Linked DNA regions of Sus scrofa: all the other regions are linked to region 1. A link is a contact called in public HiChIP or PLAC-seq and promoter capture Hi-C data. All regions are on one chromosome and are shown on one strand. The core of a region is the stretch at or near the end of the contact, and the rest is flanking DNA. Distances in the headings are between cores, read along the strand shown.

What was found. Promoter capture Hi-C pulls out the DNA fragments that hold promoters and counts their contacts. HiChIP or PLAC-seq counts read pairs in DNA pulled down with a chosen protein or histone mark.
Region 2: a contact with region 1 is called in a promoter capture Hi-C map of fetal liver, with 3 times the contacts expected there. The contact joins the promoter of DHX58 here to the promoter of CNP in region 1. A contact is called at or near these places in 3 of 5 promoter capture datasets (fetal liver, fetal skeletal muscle and liver), 24 of 47 Hi-C or Micro-C datasets (alveolar macrophages, blood, brain and 14 more) and 2 of 2 datasets of contacts at active chromatin or transcription factors (alveolar macrophages and skeletal muscle).
Region 3: an H3K27ac HiChIP or PLAC-seq map of alveolar macrophages shows a contact between it and region 1. The contact joins the enhancer-like site here to the promoter of CNP in region 1. A contact is called at or near these places in 1 of 5 promoter capture datasets (fetal liver), 3 of 47 Hi-C or Micro-C datasets (alveolar macrophages, embryonic fibroblasts and heart right ventricle) and 2 of 2 datasets of contacts at active chromatin or transcription factors (alveolar macrophages and skeletal muscle).

What each region holds. Positions count from the first base shown.
Region 1 is chr12:20,764,124-20,767,222 of Sscrofa11.1, forward strand. It overlaps CNP (2',3'-cyclic-nucleotide 3'-phosphodiesterase), which reads right to left and starts at 1,532. Exons shown (of 4, transcript XM_003131420.5): 1 at 1,352-1,532; 2 at 1-136. The coding sequence starts at 1,354. It overlaps TTC25 (tetratricopeptide repeat protein 25), which reads right to left. Exons shown (of 12, transcript XM_021066990.1): 12 at 1,965-3,099.
Region 2 is chr12:20,646,171-20,649,269 of Sscrofa11.1, forward strand. DHX58 (DExH-box helicase 58) reads left to right here and starts at 1,583. Exons shown (of 13, transcript NM_001199132.1): 1 at 1,583-1,823; 2 at 1,958-2,126; 3 at 2,335-2,536; 4 at 2,928-3,099. The coding sequence starts at 1,959. It overlaps KAT2A (histone acetyltransferase KAT2A), which reads left to right. Exons shown (of 18, transcript XM_013980960.2): 15 at 77-113; 16 at 204-267; 17 at 387-471; 18 at 596-1,294. The coding sequence ends at 789.
Region 3 is chr12:20,675,855-20,678,953 of Sscrofa11.1, forward strand. No RefSeq gene overlaps it. Among named protein-coding and RNA genes, the nearest start is that of ZNF385C, 11 kb to the right of the region's middle. Within about 2 kb of position 1,422, at least 5 of the 83 cell types and tissues checked have an H3K27ac peak or open chromatin away from gene starts, as enhancers often do. A contact at or near this core is called in alveolar macrophages and skeletal muscle, where this site is marked.

The sequences.
Region 1 (3,099 bases), core at 282-2,781:
GCAGCGTGGCCACCGTCTCCTCATCCTGCAGGAAGGGAAACTGCAGCTCCGGCTTGTCCTTGGCCCCTGAGGATGACATTTTGCGGAAGAAGATCTTGGGCAGGAACGTTTGGCTCTTTCGGGAGAAGCCTCTATTCTGTGTGAAGAAGGGAAGACAGGAGTCAGCCAGGTCACCGCCAGCCTTGCCCCCTTGCCTCTGGCCTCGTTCTAACTGGGGGGGCCCTGCTCCTGGGCGCAGCCCTGATTGACAGGCACCCCCGGGGTGCTGCGGGCACCGTCCCAAAACGTGGGGTGCTGGTCCTATTCTCCTAGGTCTTTGCAACCTGATGGCTTCGGGTTGTGCAGCTTGGAGAGGAGCACTTGTCTGGGTCTGAAACTCCTACTCGAAGATCACTCGCTGCCACCACTTCCAAAGGAAAACTGCTGGAAGTGCATGCAGGGGAGGGCCTGAAGCCTGCGCTCTTGGGAGCGGACCCTAACTTTATATTCCTGGCACCTACTAAGGATGACCTCTTTGGAGGTGGTGGGGGGCTCTACGTCTGGGCAAAGCCACAGCTGCCCTGGCTCTGAGTGCACAGAGGAGGGTGGGGGTGGAGAAGGGTGACCCCAAGCCCGCCTCCCTTCCCCCAACAATGCCAGCAACAAATAATACTCTCTTGTCTGGGATGGGGGGGGACAATGGTCCCACAGAAAGGCTGGTGGGGGGCAGGGCAGGAGAGCACTGGACAAAGGGCTTCATTCAGCACCCCTGCCACCTCCTCCTCTGCCCTGGTTCCCCCCCACCAAAGTCTTGGTCTTTGTGCCTGCCCCAGGACTGGGCGGTACTGGACACCTGTGTCCAGGGTCTAGCTCTGCCCACCCCTTGCTGTGTGTCAGCAGCACCTCTCTGAGCCGCTTGTTTTCCTGCCAGCAAAAAGCCACAGGTGATAGTTTTTACTGTAAGCCGCCTTCTCCTCTCAATCGGGAGGCCCCACCTCCCGCCAGTCCCCTGCGAGCTCAGCTGGCGTACGTTTATCTCCGATGAGGCCCCGAGCAGGGGAGCGCGCCGCAGGCCCACCCAGCGTGGGCCCAGCGTGTTACCTGAGCCCACCGGCCTCCCGCGTCTGCCCCGGGGCTGCTGCCCGATTCCCTTCCTCTTCCAGCGCTGTCCCCACTCCCCGACTCTCCCCGCGTCGCAGCTACCTCCGGGCTGCACCGGACTGCCGAGAAAACCCCAACTCCACTCCGGAACCACGCTCCTCATTTGCATGCCACTTCCTCCCCCAGTCGCCCAGCGCTCCCCTTCTCCACTAAGGTGCTATCCTGGCCCGGTCCGCTCGCTCCCCTCCCGGCCCTTCCCGCGCCCGCTCACCATGATGAGGAGGAGGCGCCGCGGTCGCCGCCTTCGCAGCACTGGCTCTCCGGGGCCGCCCGCCCGCGCGGAGGGACACGGAGTCTAGCGGTGGCGCGTGGCCACGCTCGGCCGCCTTACATAGCCCGGGGGCGGAGCGCCCGCGGGCGGGACGGGGGTGGGCCGGCTCCGGCTCCGGCCCCCTCTGCGCAGGCGCGGCGAATCGAAACTCGAAACTGATTCGGCAGGGGGTGGAAAGGACCCCGCTCCCGTGCGCTCGGGCTGTGGTGCCCCTGTGCCTCAGTCAAGCAGCTGCGCGGCGGCCGGGGACCAAGGTGGAGGCGGACGGCTGGTGTGGCCTGTTTTTCTTGTAGGAGTTACGGACAAACACCTTGAAGGAGACAGTCACCCTCCTCGGTCCCGCACGGAAATTGGGTCGAGGCGAGGAAGGCAGGGTCTTCCAAGTGCAAGGCTGAATCCTGTCTTTAAGTTTTGATATCGTACTCATCATCACTTTTTGCATGAATTTTTTTCAGCACGCAGAAGTTCCCAGTCGAGGGCTATAACCCTCGCTACAGCAGTGGCGATGCCTGGCCCTTAACCTGCTGAGCCACTAGGAAACTCCAGTTTTTGCTTTTTTTTTTTTTTTTTAACCATATTGCATTAAAATAGTTTCTCTTTTCTCAGTGAGTTTTTTTGGACCCTACATTACTTAAAAGTTGCATTCGAAATGACTCATTTGCCTCCCCCTAGCCTCAGCCTAAAGTCAGCCTCTGCCCCCACCAACCCCAACACTTCAGGAATTGTGGAGATGGGATTAGGATGGCAATGGCCAAAGGGATAGATGAATAACGTGAAATCCTAACTCACCCTCTGAGGCAGCTGCTCAGCCACCCCCTCTGTGAAACCACTGAAAGCTGAGGTGGGTTTTCAAGAGCTTCCTGTGTACCAGGTGCTGTGCTAAGTACCCATATAAACCTCAGGTGTGAGAAAACAGCCTTGCAGACAACGGTTTACTTGACTATATGGTGGCGGGAGGCGGGATCAGCTGCAGCTCCTACTCCCACAGTCCTGGGGCAGACACCTTCCTTCTCCCTCTGGGTCCTAGAGCCCAGCGTCCCACCAGCACCAGCGTGCATTTCATTCGGCTGTCCAGGCTTAGGGGTTTACAAGTAGGCTGCCTTCACTATGTGATGGATGAGAGGTCTCATCCTTATTTCTTCCAGAAAGCCTCCCACAGTCCTCTGCACACAGTAGGTACTCAGCAAGATGAACCAATGGCCAGCAGCTGGGCAGATGTACCTCTACTCCCAGGCCTTTCTCTGTCCTCCCCTCCTTAAGGGTTTTGAGTTCCTTAGAGCTCACCCATTTCTTCATTCTCCTGAAACTGTTCCTTCTTCTTCCTTTTTTTTTTTTTTTTTTTTTTTTTGGCTTTTTTAGGTCCAAATCTGTGGCGTATGGAGGGTCCCAGGCTAGGGGTCAAATTGGAGCTGTAGCAACACCAGATCCGAGCCATGTCTGGGATCTACACCACAGCTCACACCAATGCTGGATCCTTAACCCATTGAGAGAGGCCAGGGATTGAACCTGCGTCCTCATGGATACTAGTCAGATTCACTTCCGCTGAGCCACAACAGGAACTCCCTGAGACCCTTTCCTCTGAGCACCTTTCTCATTTCTCCCAGGAGCTCTTTGGACAGGGCCTGGGGCAGGACACCTTCCACACCTTGGTCCCACTCTGGCCTTGTTCGGGAGTCTTGTATTTCTCA
Region 2 (3,099 bases), core at 333-2,832, 120 kb before region 1:
TGGTGGGGGAGGGGGCGCACTGTTGGGGGTGGGGACAGGCATTCTTAGGGGCGTTCTCCCCACCCCTGCTTTGCAGGAGAGACGGGCTGGAAGCCGCTGGGCAAGGAGAAAGGGTGAGTGCTGCGCGGAGGGAGAGGAGCAGGGAGTGGGGGCGGAGGGACCAGGAGCCTCAGACTCCGCCTCTCGCCTCTCTCTCGCCCCAGGAAAGAGCTGAAGGACCCGGACCAGCTCTACACGACCCTCAAAAACCTGCTGGCTCAGATCAAGGTGGGCAGACCCCCTTTTGGGGGTCCCTGTGCCAATATCTGGCTTTGCGATGGGGGCGGGGCAGTCACCAGCTGGTTGTGGGCGCCGTGGGCCCGGGCCCAGCTTGGCTCTCCTTGCAGTCCCACCCCAGTGCCTGGCCCTTCATGGAGCCCGTGAAGAAGTCGGAGGCCCCAGACTACTACGAGGTCATCCGCTTCCCCATCGGTGAGGACCTTCCAGTCCAACCCCTTCCTCCCCTTTTCGCTGCGCCGCCCCGCATCGTCCCGGCTCCTTCCGTCCTGGGCCATGTGGCCTCTGAAAGGCACGCCCTTGTCCCCTGCTGCCCCAGACCTGAAGACCATGACGGAGAGGCTGCGCAGCCGGTACTACGTGACGCGGAAGCTCTTCGTGGCGGACCTGCAGCGGGTCATCGCCAACTGCCGCGAGTACAACCCCCCAGACAGCGAGTACTGCCGCTGCGCCAGCGCCCTGGAGAAGTTCTTCTACTTCAAGCTCAAGGAGGGCGGGCTCATCGACAAGTAGCCTGACTCTGGACCGTGGCCTCCACCCGTAAAGTCTCCGTCTCAGGCTCTGATCTGATGCCTGAGGTGGCCCTACCCAGGTCCCCCTCGGTGTGAGACACTCCAGCGGGGGCCCTGCACCCCGCGATCCTGCAGCCTTTCTGGGCCCTGGGGCACCGCACGCCTGCAGCTCTGTCCCATCCTTCCTTGTGTCTGACCTTGGGGAGGGGTTTCTGGGTCTGGAGCCCAGCCCCTCTAGAGTGGCTGGTGGCCCCCAGCCCGGGTCTCCCCACTAAGCTATGGCGTCTTAGAAGCCCGGGCCTGGCCCAGGTCACTGTTTCCTCAAGGGCAGGATTTCCAGTTTTCGCTTGAGTGACGGGCCCTCAGGGGTTGGAAGTTCAACCTGGACTGGAGGGGCCGAGCGTCATTCTGCACTGATCTGTTTTTCCCCTGGGGTGGGGGCATGGGGACCATTCATTTCTTGGCATTAATCCCTTGGAGGGAACAATAAAGTTCTTTTTTTTTTTTTCTCTGTGTGATTATTTATCAGTGGAATCCCCAGCCTCAGCAGGCAGGGCCCGTTCTGCCAGCATGGCTCACGCCTGTCCCCGCACCCCTGGGCTGATGGCTACCTGCCCGTAGCCCCCCACGTCTCCCTGCTTGCTTCTGCTGGGCCAGGCATCGTCACGTGGGTGGGATCGGTTACAGCCGCGGCCCTCACGGGGGCGGGGCGGGGCCGGGCGGTGAAGACCCCTCTCCAGGGGGTGGGGCCAACAGGACCCGGGAGGGAAGAAAGGGTATCTTGCTGGCAGCAGCCTTTCTGTCTGCCCTGCTTCTGAAGCTCGTAGTTTTTTTCGGAGGGGCAGGGAAGGGAGAGTCTTAGTTTGATCTCTGCTGGGCTAGCTCCTCCCTTCAGTTTCAGTTTCCATTTCCTTCTCAGCAAGCCCAGCGGCATCTGGGCTAAGCCCGCAGAGCGCAGAGCGGCCAGTGAGACGCTGAGGGAGCAGGTGTGGTCCTTAGTCCTCTGCCTCCCCTCCTACCCAGATAAGGTTCCTGGTAGGTCCCTCCGTGGCCCTGCCCTCTCCTCCCTCAGGCGGGGGTGGAGTCCGGGCAAAGGGAGTGGGGAGAGGCGCTGAGGGGAGGCTGGGCTGGGAGGGGTCCAGGGGTCTTGAGCTCCCTGCCATTCCTAGAATGGAGCTGCGACCCTACCAGTGGGAGGTGATCATGCCCGCTCTGGAGGGCAGGAATATCATCATATGGCTGCCCACGGGCGCTGGCAAGACCAGGGCGGCTGCTTATGTGGCCAAGAGGCATCTGGAGACTGTGGATGGAGCCAAGGTGGTTGTGCTGGTCAACAGGGTAAGTGGCCTGCCCGCCCCCCAGCAGGGTCTCAACTCCTCAGGCGCCTCTCAGGATCTTCCAGAACTCCAGAGCAGCTGTGGCCGTCTCCAAGCTCACATGTCTTTTCACCCATTCCAGCCCAGAGCCATGTCCTGGGGGTCACCCTGCCTTCCCTGCCCCTGGCCCTGCTCCAGCTTCCTCTCCCCATCTCATTCTCCACCCCCAGGTACACCTGGTGACCCAGCATTGTGAGGAGTTCAGCCGCATGCTGGACAGACGCTGGGCCATTACCACCCTGAGCGGGGACATGGGGCCACGAGCCGGCTTTGGCCACCTGGCCCGGAGCCATGATCTGCTCATCTGCACAGCTGAGCTGCTACAGAAGGCGCTGACCAGCGAGGAGGAGGAGGAGCACGTGGAGCTCAACGGTGAGGACCGCGGGCCGCGGGCAACGGTGTGCCCCCAAAGTCCCTGCCTGCCCACTCCAGGGCTCCTGTTCTAGTAAAAGCCTTGGGACATCTCGTGGGACGAGGGATCCCCGCTCACGAAACCGCAGCAGACACCTTCTAAAAACCAACCCCCGTCTACAATGCAGGATCTTGGGCCAGTCCTTTCCCCCAGCTGAGCCTCAGTTTACTAATCTGTAAAATGGAGGTAAATGGCCGCTGCCTGGCCCTGGGCCCAGCTGCAAGCAGTGAAAGGAGGAAGGAATTCTCCCATGAGTTTGGGGGCCACATGAAACAAAGCTTGTGGGAGGAAGGGATTTGCAAACACGGGTCATAACCTCCCCACCCCACCCCCACCCCCACCTTCCTGCAGTCTTCTCCCTGCTGGTGGTGGATGAGTGTCACCACACACACAAAGACACCGTCTACAACATCATCCTGAGCCAGTACCTGAAGCATAAATTCCAGAGGACGAAGCCACTGCCGCAGGTGCTTGGGCTCACAGCCTCCCCAGGCACAGGCAGGGCCTCGACACTCGATGGCGC
Region 3 (3,099 bases), core at 172-2,671, 88 kb before region 1:
CTCTTTCACTGGGAGAAGAGACCCCCGAGGAGGAAGCTGCCAACCGTGGTCAGCTGGCAGTAGGAAGTGGGGTGGGCTTTTTTCTATTTGTGGGGGAGCAGATCCGGGATGCAGGCGTGGGCATTATGGGAAAGCTGTCCCCGTGCTGAGGCGCTTTCTATCCTTGAGAGCTGTCCAGCAATGGAATGGCTGTCTCGCAAAGCCGTGAGCGCCCTGTCATCAGCATGTTCAAGCCGAGGCCAGAGGGTAACTTGTCAGGAACAAACTGGGCAAGGGACAGAGTGACCTCTAAGATTCCTTCCCAGCCTGAGCAGGTGCAGTTCCCCCAAGGACAGATACAGGATGTGGACTGTGATGGGGAGAGCTGGGACCAGATCAAGTTAGAGAATGGCGTGCTGGGGGATGGGAGGGTACACGGGGTGTAGCATGACTCTCAGATCCCCCCTGCCCCCTTGATTGATTTTTGAGGAACCATTTTATTGAGCTATGAGTCATATACCATAAAATGCACCCATTTGGGGGGGATTTGTTTTGGCCATGCCCGTGGCATGTGGAAGTTCCTGAGCCGGGGGTCAAACCTGTGCCACAGCAGCTACCCCAGCCACTGCAGTGACACCAGATTCTTAACCCATTCCGCCACAAGGGAACTCCAGTTTGCCCATTTAAAGTGGATTTACTCTTACAGTGTAAATGCATGCATGCATTCATTCAATAATTCTTTATCGAGCATTTATTAGGTATGCACCAAGTTTTGTGCGGGTGCTTCCCCCACCTGGGAAATAAAGGCCCTGCCCCCATGGGGGAGACAGGGAAGTGTCCAGGGAAAAGCATTACATCTTAGGGGATAAGCTAAGAGGGAAATTAACCAGGGGCTGGGATAAAGAATAATGGGTCTGGGATACAGGGTCTGGGGAGGTGACATTGGAGCTGAGGCCTGAGCAACAAGGAAACAGCCTTATGAACATGAGAGGAGAGTTCCAGGCTGAGGGAACAGCAGAGGCCTCAAGACAGGAGTGAGCTGGTGGATGTGAGGACCAAGAAGAAGAGCTAGGAGCAGGAGGCCTAGATATGGCCAGGGCTTCCCCTGGTGGGATGGGACCTGCTTTCTGGAAGGCCTGCTTAAGCCGGAGCCTGCCCGAAGCATGAGGTGGGGTGAGCAGCACTGAAGCATCTTCTCGGAATACAAGAGCCATGATTTCCGTCTCCCTCCCTGGGGCTCCCCAGCAATGGGAAGGTGGCAGGTGCTGTTGGGACATCATGCTACTGACCCCTGCCTCCTGCCCTCCCTGATTAGCTTTATGCTCCTGTCTTGTGCCTGGGGGTTCCCAGATGTGGGTGGCGGGTGAGTCCGGGACCAGACCTGGTGCACTGATTTCCTGGGAAGAATCAGAAATGACCCACAGCCACACACACCAGTGCTGTTGCCCCAGCAGGCCCACTGGCCTGGCTTCATCCCCTGACCTTGGGACAACCTGGAGTTTCCCATCTGGTGCTCACTTCCTGATTGACTTTGGGCCAGTTTCTTAATGTGTCCAATCTTTCATTTCCTGGTCTGTAAAATGGGGAGCAAACCAGTCTGGGCTGTTAATGAGGATTGAACGGGATCCCTCCTAGCACCCAGTAGATGCTTTGTGAACGTCAGTTTCCTTCTTTTTTTTTTTTCAATCTTTTTCTATGCCCTCACCTGCAGCATATGGAGGTTCCCAGGGTATGGGTCTAATTGGGTCTGTAGCCACCGGCCGAAGCCAAAGCCACAGCAAGTGGGATCTAAGCTGCCTCTGTGATCTACACCACAGCTCACAGCAATGCTGGATCCTTAACCCACTGAGCGAGGTCAGGGATCAAAGCCACAACCTCATGGTTCCTAGTCGAATTCATTAACCACTGAGCCACGACAGGGACTCCTCAGTTTCCTCCTTCCTCCCTTTGAGCTTCGGCTGAAAACACCGGCTGGCTTACGAATGGATAGAGAAGGGTCAGGGCGGGCCTATAGGAGGTGGCCACTTGGGGTCCCCGCCCTCAAGCTCTGAGACCCCCCCGAAATTCGATGGGCACGCAGGACTGGCCGGTCAGGACAAGGGAGGATACTCATTGATGGGCCCAGCCCTGCCGCTAGGCGAGCCCCCGGGTCTCCCCTCACCTCCTTCCCTGGGGAGCCCCATCGCACAGCCGCCGTCCCAGCCCGCTCGCCTGCACTCGGCTCTGGGCGGCGCGGCTCCTGGCACCTGCTCCCCGCGGGCCGCCCAGGGGCGGGCTCCGGAGTCGCGGCGGCTGCCCCGGGACACGCGGGCCCGGGACTCACCCGCCGCGCACCTCCAGGAGCTGAGAATCCGGATCACCCCGGGTGGCCGCGAGCGGCTGGATGCGGCCCGGCTCCGGTCGGGAGCGCCCTTCAGGTAGGCGCGGGAGCCGGCCACGGGACCGCACTCCTGGCTCCCCCATCCCGGACCAACACGCCGCTGGGGCTGAGCGCCCGAGGGGGCCCGCGCGGGCGGGGTGTAGGTGCTCTGTAGAGCTGGTGGCAGCAGTGGCAGGCCCCTGCCCCGCCTTGCGTTAGGAGAAGGTGGGAGACTGGACCTGCAACTGAACCGGAAACCGAGGTTGGGCAGAGGGACAACAAGCCTGATGGCCAGAAGGACTTCCAGCTCCCAGGCGGTAGGGGAGGGGAGGCTGGGGACCACTGAGCGGAGACTAAGAGATTCTCATGCTAAGGAGGGGACCATTCCCTGCGGACAGGGGGCTCCACCTACCTTCTTGGTTTAAGTTATTTAGACTCCAAAAATGAACCCCCCTTGGCGGCCTCTGAGATAGAACAGAATGGAAGGGGTGAGAGATCCATGATCTCTGGAGGGCGTGCAAAGAGTACACTTGCCAGCCCGGCCCCTTCTGCGTTATTCACAGTCATTAGAGGCCATCCTGCCCGCCCCTCCCCCTGCAAGCAGAATGCCTCCTTTCCCTGCACCCGGCAGAGGTGAGCCGTCCTGGTCTGCGGGGGAGGTAGCATTCTGTCTTCCACCCACAACTCTCAGAACAGTTCCGGGAGCTCCCCATCCAACTTGGAAGTGCTGATCATGGGGTCATAGTGATGTGGAGCATGGT